Linked DNA regions of Pan troglodytes: region 2 is linked to region 1. The links are chromatin contacts, called in public Hi-C maps. All regions are on one chromosome and are shown on one strand. Each heading gives the region's core, a stretch centred on a gene start, on an enhancer-like site or on the middle of the called end of the contact. The rest is flanking DNA. Distances are from core to core; before and after follow the strand shown. Region 1 holds the start of EFCAB7 (EF-hand calcium binding domain 7). Region 2 holds the start of FOXD3 (forkhead box D3).

The links. A called contact is a pair of places that touch in the nucleus more often than the background predicts.
Region 2: a Hi-C map of stem cell-derived neural progenitor cells shows a contact between it and region 1, with 2.5 times the contacts expected there. The contact joins the promoter of FOXD3 here to the promoter of EFCAB7 in region 1. A contact is called at or near these places in 1 of 7 Hi-C or Micro-C datasets (stem cell-derived neural progenitor cells) and 1 of 1 datasets of contacts at active chromatin or transcription factors (stem cell-derived excitatory neurons).

Annotation. Positions count from the first base shown.
Region 1 is chr1:167,463,399-167,470,348 of NHGRI_mPanTro3-v2.0_pri, forward strand. It overlaps EFCAB7 (EF-hand calcium binding domain 7), which reads right to left and starts at 3,965. Exons shown (of 14, transcript XM_063801147.1): 1 at 3,650-3,965; 2 at 1,551-1,738. The coding sequence starts at 1,737. It overlaps ITGB3BP (integrin subunit beta 3 binding protein), which reads left to right and starts at 3,969. Exons shown (of 10, transcript XM_063801208.1): 1 at 3,969-4,329. The coding sequence starts at 4,058.
Region 2 is chr1:167,663,435-167,670,384 of NHGRI_mPanTro3-v2.0_pri, forward strand. It overlaps FOXD3 (forkhead box D3), which reads right to left and starts at 4,293. Exons shown (of 1, transcript XM_513453.6): 1 at 1-4,293. The coding sequence starts at 3,683. The coding sequence ends at 2,247.

The DNA of each region.
Region 1 (6,950 bases), core at 2,715-5,214:
AAAAGTGTATATAACACTGAAGAGACAAACACTGCATAGTTATCCTCCCAGATAATTTCATAAGATTGATAGCACCTTAGTAATACATACACATTGATTCCAAACTAAATGCCATAGTAGTGGAAGGCATGTTAAACTTTTAAACTTAGCAGATTCCTTCTCTTAGTATATTTTCAAAACTGTAACAAAAAAAAACTCGGATATTTTAGAAATAATGGCAAAGTAGAAGTAATTTTAATTTATTGGCCAGGCGTGGTGGCTCACGCCTATAATGCCAGCACTTTGGGAGGCCGAGGCAGGCGGATCACCTGAGGTCAGGAGCTTGAGACAAGCCTGGCCAACATGGCAAAACCCCGTCTCTACTAAAAATACAAAAATTAGCCAGGCATGGTGGCGTGCAACTGTAATCCCAGCTACCCAGAAGGCTGAGGCAGGAGAATCGCTGGAACCCAGGAGGCAGAGGCTGCAGTGAATCGAGATCGCGCCACTGCACTCCAGCCTGGAAGACAGAGCAAGACTCCGTCTCAAAAAAAAAAAAAAAATATTGGATGTCTGCCTAAACATTTAATGTATATGAATTAAACACAAATACTTAAAATTCAAAATAGAGCATTTTAGTAATTTTAAAATTATGTAAATCAAAATTAAACATGACTTTAAAAGTCAGTCATGTGCATTTGCATTTAAACTACTTTACAAATAATGTATTTTATTTAGACATCAAATAAATTTTAATCTTGTCAATTCTTGTATTCCTCAAAATACATTTCCTCAAATAGATCTTATTGGATACAAACTCAAGACACTGCTGCAAAAATATGTCAGGGTTTTGGTTTAAGAAAATTCATTATAAAATTGGCAAAATAACTCAGTTTCTCTACCCATAAAGTTATTAGCCTTGATGAAACTGACATGAGTAGTCAGTGTTATCTAGTACTGTTGTTTACTACTCTCTTATGACTAAAGATGTCCAAATCATTTGATACTCCTGGAAAGAACCAAATTTGGTGGTTTTGGGGACCTTTGTAATGAGAGGAATTTTTAAATGTGATAAAGGACAGAAGCAATAAAAGACAAAACAAAAAATAAAAATAAGAAATAAAAAAACCCCAACTCAATTCTCTTTTAAAAGTTCACTTATCTCTCAGTACTTCACTTTTTCAGACATTCCACCCATTTTTACACATCCTTTACACTTTCCTCAGTATGGGTCAAATTCAGGCTAGTGACTTAAGAGGCCAAAAGTGTTTTAATTTTATTATGATAAATCTTAAAGCACCAAAATGAGAATTAAAAGTATCTTAAGCAAGTAGTAATTGATAGAAGCTTTCAATTACCCATCTAGTTTGTATAAACATTGAAAGTTTTATTTTTTAGTTCCTAGAATATGTAACTATATAATATGACATAATAGCTTACTGTAGTTCCATTGCTCAAGCTTCACTAAGAAACTGGGATGATTCAACAAGGTAATTCTAATTTCAGTCTTTCGGACCTATTTATTAACTTTCAACAAAAAGGTGAAAGATTTACAAATTTTAAAAATTTACCTAAGTAAAGTTGATCTTTAGAAATAATGTTTTCCAAGCTGCTTTTGAAGACAGTTAAGTAGGCAGCTCTACAATTCATATAAAATATTTCCTCTTCAGTTAGTGGAAATTTCTTTGTTCGAGGACTCTCTGAACGTGTTGACTTCTGACTGGAGAAAGTTGCATCGCTTCGTGGACTGATCGCCATTCTATTGGAAAATAATTTAAAAATGTGTTTGTCAATGTGAGTCACTAAAACACAAATGTCACCATGTCTTTCAAATACAGGGAGGAGAATCAAGATTTTATACGTAGAAGAAAATTTATAACATATATGAAAAGATCAAGATATTAAAAGTTTTATATGTGGAAGTAAAAGACGAATATTATAGTTGTATATGGACGTATTATATATTAAACAAGAATAAGCCCTTGGCAGTTAATTTCTAATTTTAGATATATACATATGTATATATATAATTGTTCAAATATGTGATAATAGCCAAAAGAACAAAGATATATACAAAAGAAGAATCACTGAACAAAGGAAAAGCACACATCTATTCTCTCAAAATACAAAAGTCAGATGACAGTCTTCATCAGGTTTTTAAGAGGAGCAAATCAGTTAATACATGTGAAGCATATACAATACTGCTTGACACGTAGTAAGTGCTAAATAAACTGCAGATAATGAGAAACTCCAGAATGAGAATCGGGATATGAGTGGTAGTTGACACCCATCTTCCACAGCAGGATCAACAAGATCATTTCATTAACATCTCAATAATGCAGCCCCACATTTCAAATAGCTATATTTTAAAAGTCTTATAGCATTATCATAGTTTTACTGTGTTCCTTTATTTATAACAATATTTGGGGTTTATATAGCACCTCTGTACATAAGAGCTTAAAGAACTGTCATACATCTTGTCTTATCCCTATTACAGTGGTCAGGTATTTTTTTGTCCGTTTTACAGATGAGGAAATTGAGGGGTAGCGATGTCACCCAGCTAGCAGTATTTCACGAACAGTTTCTTCTTTGTTAATGTGGATATAGTACTGAACAATGGTTACTATGGGGTATTAGATTCTACTGGTGGTCTAACAGCTTCCAATATTACTCTACCCAGCTTTGACTTCTAAAAATAGATCTCCAACCTAATAAATTGAATATTTCAAGTTCAATAATAAGATGACACAGGTAGGGTCCCCTTCAGGACTCATTGCATTCCTACTCAGGAGGCCTAAATCACTTGCACCTTTTCGAATTATATAGATCATTTACACTTGGGAAAGAAAGATAATAATTGCTTATCATGGATGAAGTACCCTATTTATAATACGCAGGCCGCCTGCCTGACACTTTCATATTACACCAGATTTAGAAGGACCCCACAGGGATGTGGTGTCACAGTCTGGTTACTGCAAATTGGTAATACTATAATTAAGCATCAGAGTTCTAAACACATATGTGTGCATGCATCTCCTCACAAATGTGAAAGAAAACTGTTTCAAGAAGTAAGGGAGAATGAATTTCACTTTGCAATAAGCAATTTTAAAATATAAGTATATTTTAGGATCGTCCTCAAATATTCTTTCCAAACAAGGCAACTCCCTCACATGGAAATCCCAAGGCAGAAATGTGCCAGAATTTTATTCTTTTCCTTTCTGTGACGAGAAACCAAACTAAAGCTTAAATAAACATATAATTGCACCCCCCGCAGGCTTGGAAACCTCCCTTCCTTAAAACTCCGGCCCGAGACTGAGACAGGGGCCTAGAGAGTACATTGCAGCAAACGGCTCCATAAATAACCAGCCACACAATAGCAAGAAAAATAAACTGTTAACAAGCGCCTAAGGCTTCTACAGGGCCAAGTGAAAACAGAAAGCCATCCAGTCACCGTCCCTACACAGTGAAATACCGTCACAGGTAATCTCGGGCACCATCTCTCTATTTTTGTATTCCTCTGGAAATAAAACCGCATTTACATGTACATTTTAGGTACATACATGGACCAAATGTTTATGACAGAGAAGTAGACAAAGCAGAGGAAGGAGAAGCAGCTGCACAGAGAGGGACAGAGGGAGCGAAGAGACAGAGACAGCGAGCTGTTTGCTACCTAATTCTAGCTCACAAACAAGGAAGCGCAGCCAATTCTCTTCGGCGATTCAGCGTTCCTCTCACCGCAGCTGGGCAGATCTCGGCCTTTCTCTAATCACCATGGCAACTGCACCTCACCGCCACCGGAAATAAGATGCAGAGCCCTTCTCCAAACGATCCGGCTAGAAATCTAGGAAGCGCTGATCCAGAGCGCACAGAGACAGCTGTGTTGCTCCTCTATCGCGGGGGTGGTATGGCCAGAGTAGTGAGAGAAGGTGCTCTGTTACACCAGCAGGAAATAGGTGCTGTCCTGGGCCTAGACTCCCCGCCCGCTCCTTTGCTCGCGCACACCCGGATCTTTCGTCGCGGGGAGGATGTTTCCGCCCGGCCGCGGTGGGCTTGACGCAACGTCCAGCGCGCGCTTTTCATGCCTTGGCGTTTCCTTTGGCGGATTTTCTGTTTTCGGAAGTTGCTGGGTTCATTTTATTCAGCGGCAGTGGTGCTTTCCCGAATCTCAGAATGCCGTAGGTATCTCCTCCCCAGGTATTGCTGTTTTGGGGGCCCTCTGCAAGAAGAGAAGACATTATGTGGCCCAATAGCCTTTCTCGTTTTCCTATTTTTTCGGAGTATGAGCTTGTCTCCTCTGTCCACAGACAGTTCTCTTCGCTTGGTACCCTCAACTCTACGTCTCCTCCAGAGGTACTCATACGATAGTCCTCCTTCGCTTTCTGTTTCTACGATGCTTTTGACAGATTTCGTAAACTGTGGGCTGTATTTAGGTGATGTCTAACTTGAAATAACATAAATAAGGTTGACACACAGGATGGGACAGAGTAGATAAAAACACGCCTTCGTAGTTTGTCAGTCCCTTGCCTTCATTAATGTGGCGCGTTCGTGTAAACCCGTGGGAGAACTCATGGACTGAGTGGGTCTAGATACCTGGATACCAGATAAGACTCTTTCACTGTTGGGCAAGTCACTTATCGACCCTGAGCTTCGTTTTTTTTACTTACACAAATAAGTTTGTACTGCATGATCTCTAAATTCCCATCTATGACCAATAATCTGATTATTGAGAATGACCATAGTGGGAATAGGCATTGTGCTAGATAATATTCATCTGTTTTTCATATCCTTCATCCATCCTATATTGAGATGCATAAAATAGTTGCTACCCTATAGAAACTTAAAAAAGCCATTAAAGGTTGGGGGAGTGGGGTGGATATCAAACACCTGTAATTTCTCCTTGGCCGTCCTTGTCCTCAGGTTGATTTAGGTACCCCCTCTAGTGTAACCTGTTCCTTAGTTTATTTCAGGATTAAGTAAAATGCAAAGTAACACAGCTGGGGAAATTTTTGTATCAAATAGGAATTGACATGAAAGGGGAAAGCTGTACAGAAATGATAACCTATATTTATTGAATCTTGAATTACAATGTGGGTGCTGTGTTAATCAATTTATCTACGTTTTTTCATTGAATCCTAAAATACTTTAGGGGATGGGGGCTGCTATTATCTTTACAGATAAAGAAACCCATCACCTAATAGGGTGTTCAACACAGCTGCCAATAAATGCATGTTTTACTGATGCCCTTAAAAGTTATGGATTATTGAGGAGGTTTTCCTTTCCCCAGAATTAAGCAAAGAGATTTGTCTCCCTACTCTTGCATTAGAAAAATCATCCAGTTCTCAAATAAACAAAGCTGCAAAGATAATGTCACACAATCACACACACAGAATCCCTAAGAATACAGTGAAAACAGAGGTGTATTTGCCAAACAAGTGGTAATACCTCCTGAACTGTGTGTATCTGTGTATAGGAGTGGGGAACCAAAAAACTATGAAAAGTGGAACTTTTTTTTTCTTTTTTTGAGGCAGAGTCTGGCTCTGTTGCCCAGGCTGGAGTGCAGTGCTGTGATCACAGCTCACTGCAGCCTCTACCTCCTGGGCTCCCACACGCCACCATGCCTAATTTTTTTATTTTGTAAAGACAGTGTCTCCCTGTGTTGCCCAGCCTGGTCTTGAAGTCCTGGGCTTAAGTGATCCTTCCACCTCAGCCTCCCAATGTGCTGGGACTATAGGAGTTAGCCACTGTGTCAGGCCTAAAAGTGGACCTTTTTGACAACTGTCTTCCTAACATACGCACACAAGATGTTATATTAGGCTTTTAGATAAGTATATTCTGGTAATAAATACACAACCTTAAAGTTGAGGTTAACATCTCACATATATAGCTAATATATATGTGAAACTAGCAATTACTTTGCTAATTTTCTAAGTTTTAGCAAAGTGATTTAAGACTAAATCAACAGTTAAGTAATGCATAAAACATAATGGCATGTTAGTAGAGAATCTCCATCATTGTTAGTAAATTAAGTGTTTTTTTTTTTTAATGTGGTTACTGGTGAGGTCATAAATGAGTGGTGCAAATAGTTATCTTGGCAAGTTACATATGAAGGTGGATTCATTTTTAAGTGATGTTGAAATGGTGACTATTTGGTATGTATTTGGAAGACTAAATGTGTAATATAACTTATGGGAGGGTGTGATCTGTCTTTTTTCTAATTTCTTAGAACCTTGAGCGGAAAAAACTTCAATACAACAATGAGTAGTTGTTAAAATATATATGGTCCAAATGAATCTAAAATAAATAAGAAACAGCAAATGTTCAGTGACAATAGAGCGGATGGATGAATCTTAACATAATGAGTGAAATAACCAATTTGTATGAGACTACATTTGTTATCCTTATAAAACTTAAGAACACGCAAAAATAAGCTACTTATGGTTATATATGTATATGATAAGATTATTGTTAAAAGGCAGAGAAATGATAAATACAGTTTAATAGATGCCTTTTGGGGGAAGCAAGTAGATGCATGTATACCCAGTCATATTGGTAATGATCTAGTTCTTAAATTATGTGGTGAGTTTATGGGTGCTTATTTTCTAATGTTTTATAACTTGCACAGCTTACATTTTTTCATTAGTATCCATTATTCATTAGTATTACATTTATTCATTTAGTATGTACTACTTAAAATGTTTTTTAAAAGGATTTAGAGATTACCTATCTTAAGTCCTCCCTAAGTGTAGCTTTCTGTGCCTTCTCTTTGATCCTTTGGAGGAAACAGATGAATTAGATAAATGCTGCTGTTGGTTTCATTAGGCTAATCATCTTCCCTTCCAATCATGCTCCTCTTTCTGTGTACATTCTGAAATTAGTGGCACAGTCATTTCTCTATCTAGGTTGAAACCTTCACTTTTTAAAGATTTGAAGTGGAAAAATCATGGACTTTGGAGTAAGACAAACCAGGATTT
Region 2 (6,950 bases), core at 3,043-5,542, 200 kb after region 1:
AATAACCTCTCTATGTGTTTGCACAAATCATGTACCATTTGCTGTTTGTGTAAAAACCGATTAGCCAGACACAACTGTGAAACAACTTGTTACTTTTATAGCTGCAACACACAAACAAAATTAGATCCGTTTAGTTTTCCTTGTAAAAGGAGATTAGAAGGGACCCGCCCGGAGACCGTGTGGTCCATAATCTCCTCTCGGTGAAGGTTACCATTGCTCCTCTCTCGGCGGTGGTTATCAGGTTCTTGTTTATCAAGTTAAACTATCTCACCCCCGGCAGCTTGTTTTATTTTAGGACCCTGATCCCGAAGGAATGTTTACTCAAGACACAATAATGTTTACCGTTTACCAGGAAAACAGATTGTGTATTTGCAAGGAAGTGTCTTTCAAAGCGACCCCCAGCCCACGTCGACAGCGGAGAAATGAGGTGGGATCCGCGACGGGGAGGCATCTCCACCACCAGGGAGGCAAAGTGGACGACAACACCGGGGACTGGCCGGGTTTAACCAAAAGGACGCGCGCAGGGCCGAGCCGACAGCACTGCTACTCGCTCCCGTTTTTAAAAGCGATTTCGCACAAGTAATTGTAACAGCTAAATTAATTACAAAATAATTAGAATTGATGCCTTTTGAGGATATGCTGATGGTGGTGAGAACCAGCCTTCCACATCAAGATGTTTCATTTCTACCTTCATACTTTCTTTTAAAAGGTTTTTAACAGCTGAAATGCAAATTAAAAATAATCTACAAGGACCTTCCCCATTCCTACCCTATGATGTCGCATTTCACACTAACCTAGCCTAAGGTAAAGAAAAAAAAGGGGAGAGAGGTGATGTTCAGCTGTTTTTAAAAGGGTATTAAGGCCACCATTCCTTGGCCTTCAGAAAGGCTTCGGGTTGGAGGGAGAGGAAGCATCTATAGGACCCCTTCAGAAATCCAATTATGTTGTGGATTGATTATTGCCATATAAATGAGATATCTTATTTGAAAATATTATGAAAACAAAACTATGTATTATCTATCAGATGAACATAAATAAAATCCCACTGCAAAATGTAAAGTGCCTTAACATAAATTTTAAAACCAGCTGGGTCTATTTACCACTTCCACTTAAGGAATGAAGAGAAATAATTTCAAAAATCTAAGATTTAAATGTTAAAAAGAGGGATGTTTGGAATTTACTTACTTTTCAAAGGATAATTGAAATGACCAAGAACTCTCTCATTTGGGAAGTTTTCATTGTGGAAGATACAAGTCTAGTCATTTTTAAAAAAAATTTAAAGACTGCTGTTGTTTCGGTTTCTTTTTTTAAATGACAGCTTACTTTATCTACAGAAATGTCTGGTCATTTAGATTTAATGGGTTGATATGAATGATATCACTCACATCCTGATTTTATGTGAAAACTAAAAGAAAAATAGTAACACAATTTAAATTAGGCATACTGTTTCCTTTCTCCAATTAAAATTTTCTTACACTCAAATTATGAATTTACAAAGTTTGAAAAGGTCATTACTTGAAATTCCTTGATTTTCTGGGGAGGAGAAAAGGCAAATACCATTTTAAAATCTTGCCATTTACTTCAGACAACTAAATAAAACACTAGGCTGGGCATTTAAAAAATTTATTTACAAAGTTGTGTACAACACGATGGAATAACATTTAGAATACCATATATATTCATTCATATATAAACAGACTTTTATAATAGAATGACACTTTTTGCCTTTTTGAAAATTTTTTATATTTAAAATCTCCCAACGTCTCTATACATTCTTTTCTCAGATAAAACTTCGGAGAGTGAACCTTCAAAAAAAATGAAAGTTCAGAGCTCTAAATCTACGGAATTTGTTTTTTCTTAAAAAAATAAAAACCCCAAAAGGAAAGTCAATAATTTTTTTACAAATATATACAAAGAATTTCCCTCCCATCCCCACGGTACTAAGAGCTGGCGCCGTCGGGGTGCATTTTTGGAAAATTCGGTTTTCGGTTTTACCTGTATGGAAAGCTATCCCCGGCGGGCGCGCGGTGAGTTTGCTCGACCAGCTTAGGTGTGCGCGAGGGGATGGAGGCCGCGGAAGGTAGGCGTTGGGGGCTCAGGGGAAAGGAAATGGGGGAGAGGCAGAGTCCAGGATTGGGCAGCGGGACCGGGACCCGGACCGGGCTTGGGACAGGGCGCGCAGCCTGGAGGTGCAGCTGTTGCTCGAGGCCGCCGCCGGACCCTGGGTCCCGGCCATTGGCGCGTCCCTATTGCGCCGGCCATTTGGCTTGAGCGGCGGCGGCAGCAGCGGCGGCGGCCGAGGCTGCGGGCTGCAGAAACTGTCCGGAGAGTGGCACGCTAAGAATGGGCGCGATGGTGGCAGTCGTCCGGCTCAGCGACAGCGGTTGGTGGGTGGCCATGAGCGCTGCCGACTGCACGGTCCCGGGTGGCCGCAGAAACGACTGCGCCGTGCTGCCGCCCCCGGAACCCCCAGTGCCGCCGGCGACCCCAGCGCCCGCCGCCGAGCCCCCAGGAGCCGCGGGGCCCCCACCTATGATGTTCTCGATGCTGAACGACGGCCGCGCGCTTGGCTCGGACTTGATGAGCGACGCGGTGGTGCCCGCGGCGCCCGCTGTGCCCGCAGCGGCCGCGGCGGCGCCCAGGCTATTGAGCTGCAGCTGCAGGCCCGGGCCGAGCTGTGAGCCGAAGGCGGCCGCTTTGCGGCCCAGCTCGCCCGAGGGCAGCAGCGGCACAGCGGGAGGGAGCACCGGTGCCACCGGCGGCAGCGCGTACGGGTACTGGAGCGCCGCCGCAGCCGCCGCGGCCGCCGCCGCTGCCGGGTGCGAATAGGCACCGGCCGCCGCCGCAGGGTGCAGGCCGTAGGGGCGGCCGTAGGGTCCCGCGGCGCCGGCCGCCGCCGCCAGGCTGTAAGCGCCGAAGCTCTGCATCATGAGCGCCGTCTGCTCGCGCAGGTGCTCCTGCTGGTGGCGCTTGAAGCGTTTCCGGCGCCGCAGGAAGCTGCCGTTGTCGAACATGTCCTCGGACTGCGGGTCCAGGGTCCAGTAGTTGCCCTTGCCCGGGTTGCCCGGCTCGCGGGGGATCTTGACGAAGCAGTCGTTGAGTGAGAGGTTGTGGCGGATGCTGTTCTGCCAGGCGGGGAACTTCTCCCTGTAGTAGGGGAAGCGGTTGCTGATGAACTCGCAGATGCCGCTCAGGGTCAGCTTCTTCTGCGGGCTCTGCAGGATGGCCATGGTGATGAGCGCGATGTACGAGTAAGGCGGCTTCACTAGGCTGTTCTTGGGCTTGCTCGGGGCCAGGCCTCCCGCCGAACCGCTGCCCGCGCCAGGTCCGCCGCCGCTCGCGCCGCCCTCCTCGCCGCCAACACCGCCCTTGCAGCCGTCCGCCTCCGGCGCGCCCACGTCGCCCCCCAGTCCGGCCCCGGCTCCGGCCGCCTCCTTGGGCAATGTCAGGGGCTGCTGGTGCGGCGGCTGAGGCTGTCCGTGATGGGGTGCCGCCGGGGGCACCTCGTCCGCCTCGTCCAGGCGCAGCTCCGGCGGCCCCGCGGGGCTATCGCAACCCGCGTCGCTGTCCTTCTCTTCCAGCCCGTCGTCGCCCTCGCCCACCACATCGATGTCCACGTCCTCGGCCGTCAGCACCGTCTGGCCGGACATGTCGCTGGCGCTGCCGCCGCCGGAGAGGGTCATCCCTCCTCGGGGTTGGTAGCGGCGGCGGGGAGGGGGCAGCGGGCGATGAGGGTGGTCGGGGGCTGCCACGGAGCTCAGGGGAAGAGGGTTTGAGTGCCCCCGAAAGATGGGGGGCAGGGAGAGGGGAGGGGGCCGCAGGTGGCTTGGGGCCCGCTGGGCTCAGCTCACACTCGGCGGCCCCGCATCGCGTGGCGCGGGCTCTGCCGTCCGCCCCCAGCGGCCGCGCTCCGCGAACTCCTGCCGTCCCTGGCGCTCGCTACCGCTCCCGGCCCCGGCGGTTCTCCACGCCGCGCCCCCTCACTTAACCCGCCTTCCTCGGCCTCTGGCCCTGGCGTGGGGCGCAGGAGCGGTCCAGGCGGGCGCGGGACGCCAGGCGCCGAGCAGCTCGGGAGGGCGCGGGCAGGAACAGTAGCGGGGGGGCAGGGGGCTGGGTGTCAGGGACGCCGAAGCCCCGGTAGTCGAAAGTCCCGTTTTAAGGACTGGCCTGATAGATTACTTTCTACTTAAAGATCCAGCGGGAGGCGGGGCCACGTGACCGTGCGTGACGTCAGGGCCGCGGCCGAGCCGGCCAAACTCAAGTTGGTTCAGGGAATTGTCAACAAAGGGACGAGAGACGCGCAACTCCGCTCCGCACTGTGCGCCAGCATCCCCGGGGCACCGAGGGCGCTGCGGCCCGCCCGGAGACCCCCCACCCAGGCTGGATCCGGGCCCTGGGGCCCAGGGAGCGGGTGGGTGTGAGTGTGGGTGGGTGTGAGCGAGTCAGGGCGTGGGCCTGGGAGCGTCCGCGGGACTGTGCGACTGTCGCTGCCCTGCCTTCCCCGCCCCCTCTCCCTTCCGCCCTTCTCCCCCCCACTTTGTCACACTCCTTAGACAGGGACTGGGCGACCTAGAACGAGGTTCCCATATCGTCTTTTAAAAAGCAAAACTTAGTCTCTGTTTTGCTTTTTGTTTCATTGTTTTTAGCTTTAAAGAGTAAGAGCAGCGCACCCGGCTCCCTCCTGCTAATTAGATTTCAGATTCCCCTCTGGCCTCAGTACTCATTCCGGGGAAGACACCTGCTGAGATGTCTTTTTCCCCCTCCCCCAACCAAACCACTCAGGTCCTGCCTGCTCTTTCCCGGCTTGATGCGGGCGTGTTTTCCTGTATGTATTTTTTCGCGCGGCCACAAAAAGCATCAGCTGGGGTTCCCGAAGGTCAGAAAATGGCTATTGATTAATCTACTAGAATAGTTGCCGAGAGAAATAAAAACGACGTAAAATAACAGGGAACCTACAAATAAAGAAGCCATAACTGGCTACTTGGAGTTGTTAAACGACTTAGCATATGAAAAAATCGGAAATGAGGCGCTGGGGAAGGAGCTGGGATTGGCAGCGGCCTGGGTAAGTCGAGTGGATCCGGGAAGAGGCCTGGTGTCTTCAGGTTAGACGCAGCGCCCAGGGGCGGCTGAAGAAACGTGAGGGGTGCGGGCAGTGACTTCCAGGGCGGCGGGCATGGCCTTGGGGGAACCTGGGCAGACTTGGGCATGCCAGCATGCTGGGATCTCCGTTGCTGCCAGCTAACGTGGATTTTCTTCTCTTAAGGTGTGGACAAATCCTCCAAGATTTAACTTCCAAGAAAACCGGCGGCGGAGCGGGTGGAGGAGGCGAGGATGTGTGGCCAGTGCACGCGGAGTGCAAGGCAAGTCAGTGATAGTAGGAAAAACTGTGGGGATTTCACTGGGACTGGAGGGGGAGGCACCGCAAACCGACCCCCAAGTGCGTGGCTGGGGTGCGTGGACCTCACACCTCCAAGGAAAGTCAGTGCTCTTGACCCGGTGAATCAGCGATGCGCCTCCTCTTTCCTCCCTCATTTAGGCCGCCTAGTTGGGAGCCGCAAGAGCCTGCCTGGTGTGGCAGGCACACGGAACCCAATCCCTGTCTGTCCGCTGCGGCCTGGGAGGGGAGCGCCGGCCTCACCAGAGGAAGGAGCACGAGGGGAGGAGTTCCGAGAGGAAATAATTAGTGAAATATTTGCAGAAGATGCTGGGATGTGGATTTAATTCCGGATGGACAGTGGTGCTTCTGATTCCCTCAGTCTGTTTCCCCACCCACGATCTCCTCTTTCCTTGGCCTAGACACACCAAAAATAATTCAATAAAATAAAAATAAAAATTTAAAAATCTGTAAACTTGCTTCATTACAGGCATTGAGACACACAGATTGACTTTCATCCCCATTAGACAGTTTCCCAGGATATAACACTACTCATCTGAGGCTGGGAGCAGGGTAGGGGGTGGTGACACTATCCCGAGACGCCCGCCAACCTCCACAGTTTTTCTTTATCTAAATGATCCCGAGGTTGCACCCGGCCCTAAAACGCATCTCAGAGTTGATTTCCGTAGCTCCACAGCTTTGTGGCCCGCAGGCTCCGAGCCGTTTACAATGCCGTCTAGACAGCTTTCCGCGAAACCGACCCGAGCTGAGCTGGCTGGCCATCGCCCAGGACTGCAGAGGTCGCGTCTGCAACTGCCTCAGCAACCGAAGTGTCGGAAGGTCCAAAAAAAAAAAAAAAAAAAAAAAGCTAAAAAGCGGAAATTTACACATTCAGGAACCTCCTTTGCTCTGCTTGGGTTGCCCAGCCCTAGAGGCAGGGGCCCGGGGCGCAGCGCTGGCCCTGCCGCGGCCTTGGTGGCTGGACCCGCGTGGACTAGTATGTGTGGTTGCGCGCCGGAGGATGGTGGCTACAAGGCTCCCCTCACCGGTCTCGAAGTAGTCTCCAAATGAGCCTAATTTCGATTCCGCCGTCCGCAGAGGCTAGCTCTCTGGACTCCCTCCACGCCGCTGGTCGCTGCCTCCTACCCTCCCTCTGCCACGGCCCAGCCTGATCCGTCCATTCCCCGGTGTCTCCTTGGAACCTCCCTGGGGAAGGGGGTGGAAGACGAACAACTCCCAGCTGCCGGTTCCATTTGTTGCGCTTTTTTCCTTCGACACAATAAAAGTCAAATTAATTGATTCATACCATTAATTACGGCGCGTAGCGTGAAAAGCAACGCTTCCCCTCGGTTAGAGATCTATTGTGCTAATCTCTTGTTCAATCAGTGTTACCATCTGATGCTGGGTCCGGCCCTTACAGAAACTTTTCGACTCGATTAGCTAAATGATGAGACGTGCACAACCTACTGGCTGCGGCCCCGACGTCCCGCGCCCGCGCCGGCCTAATATCGATTTCCAGCGGAGGCAGAGGATTTTTCCGCGGCCGCTCTCGGCTCAGGAACCGGCCGCCGGCTTT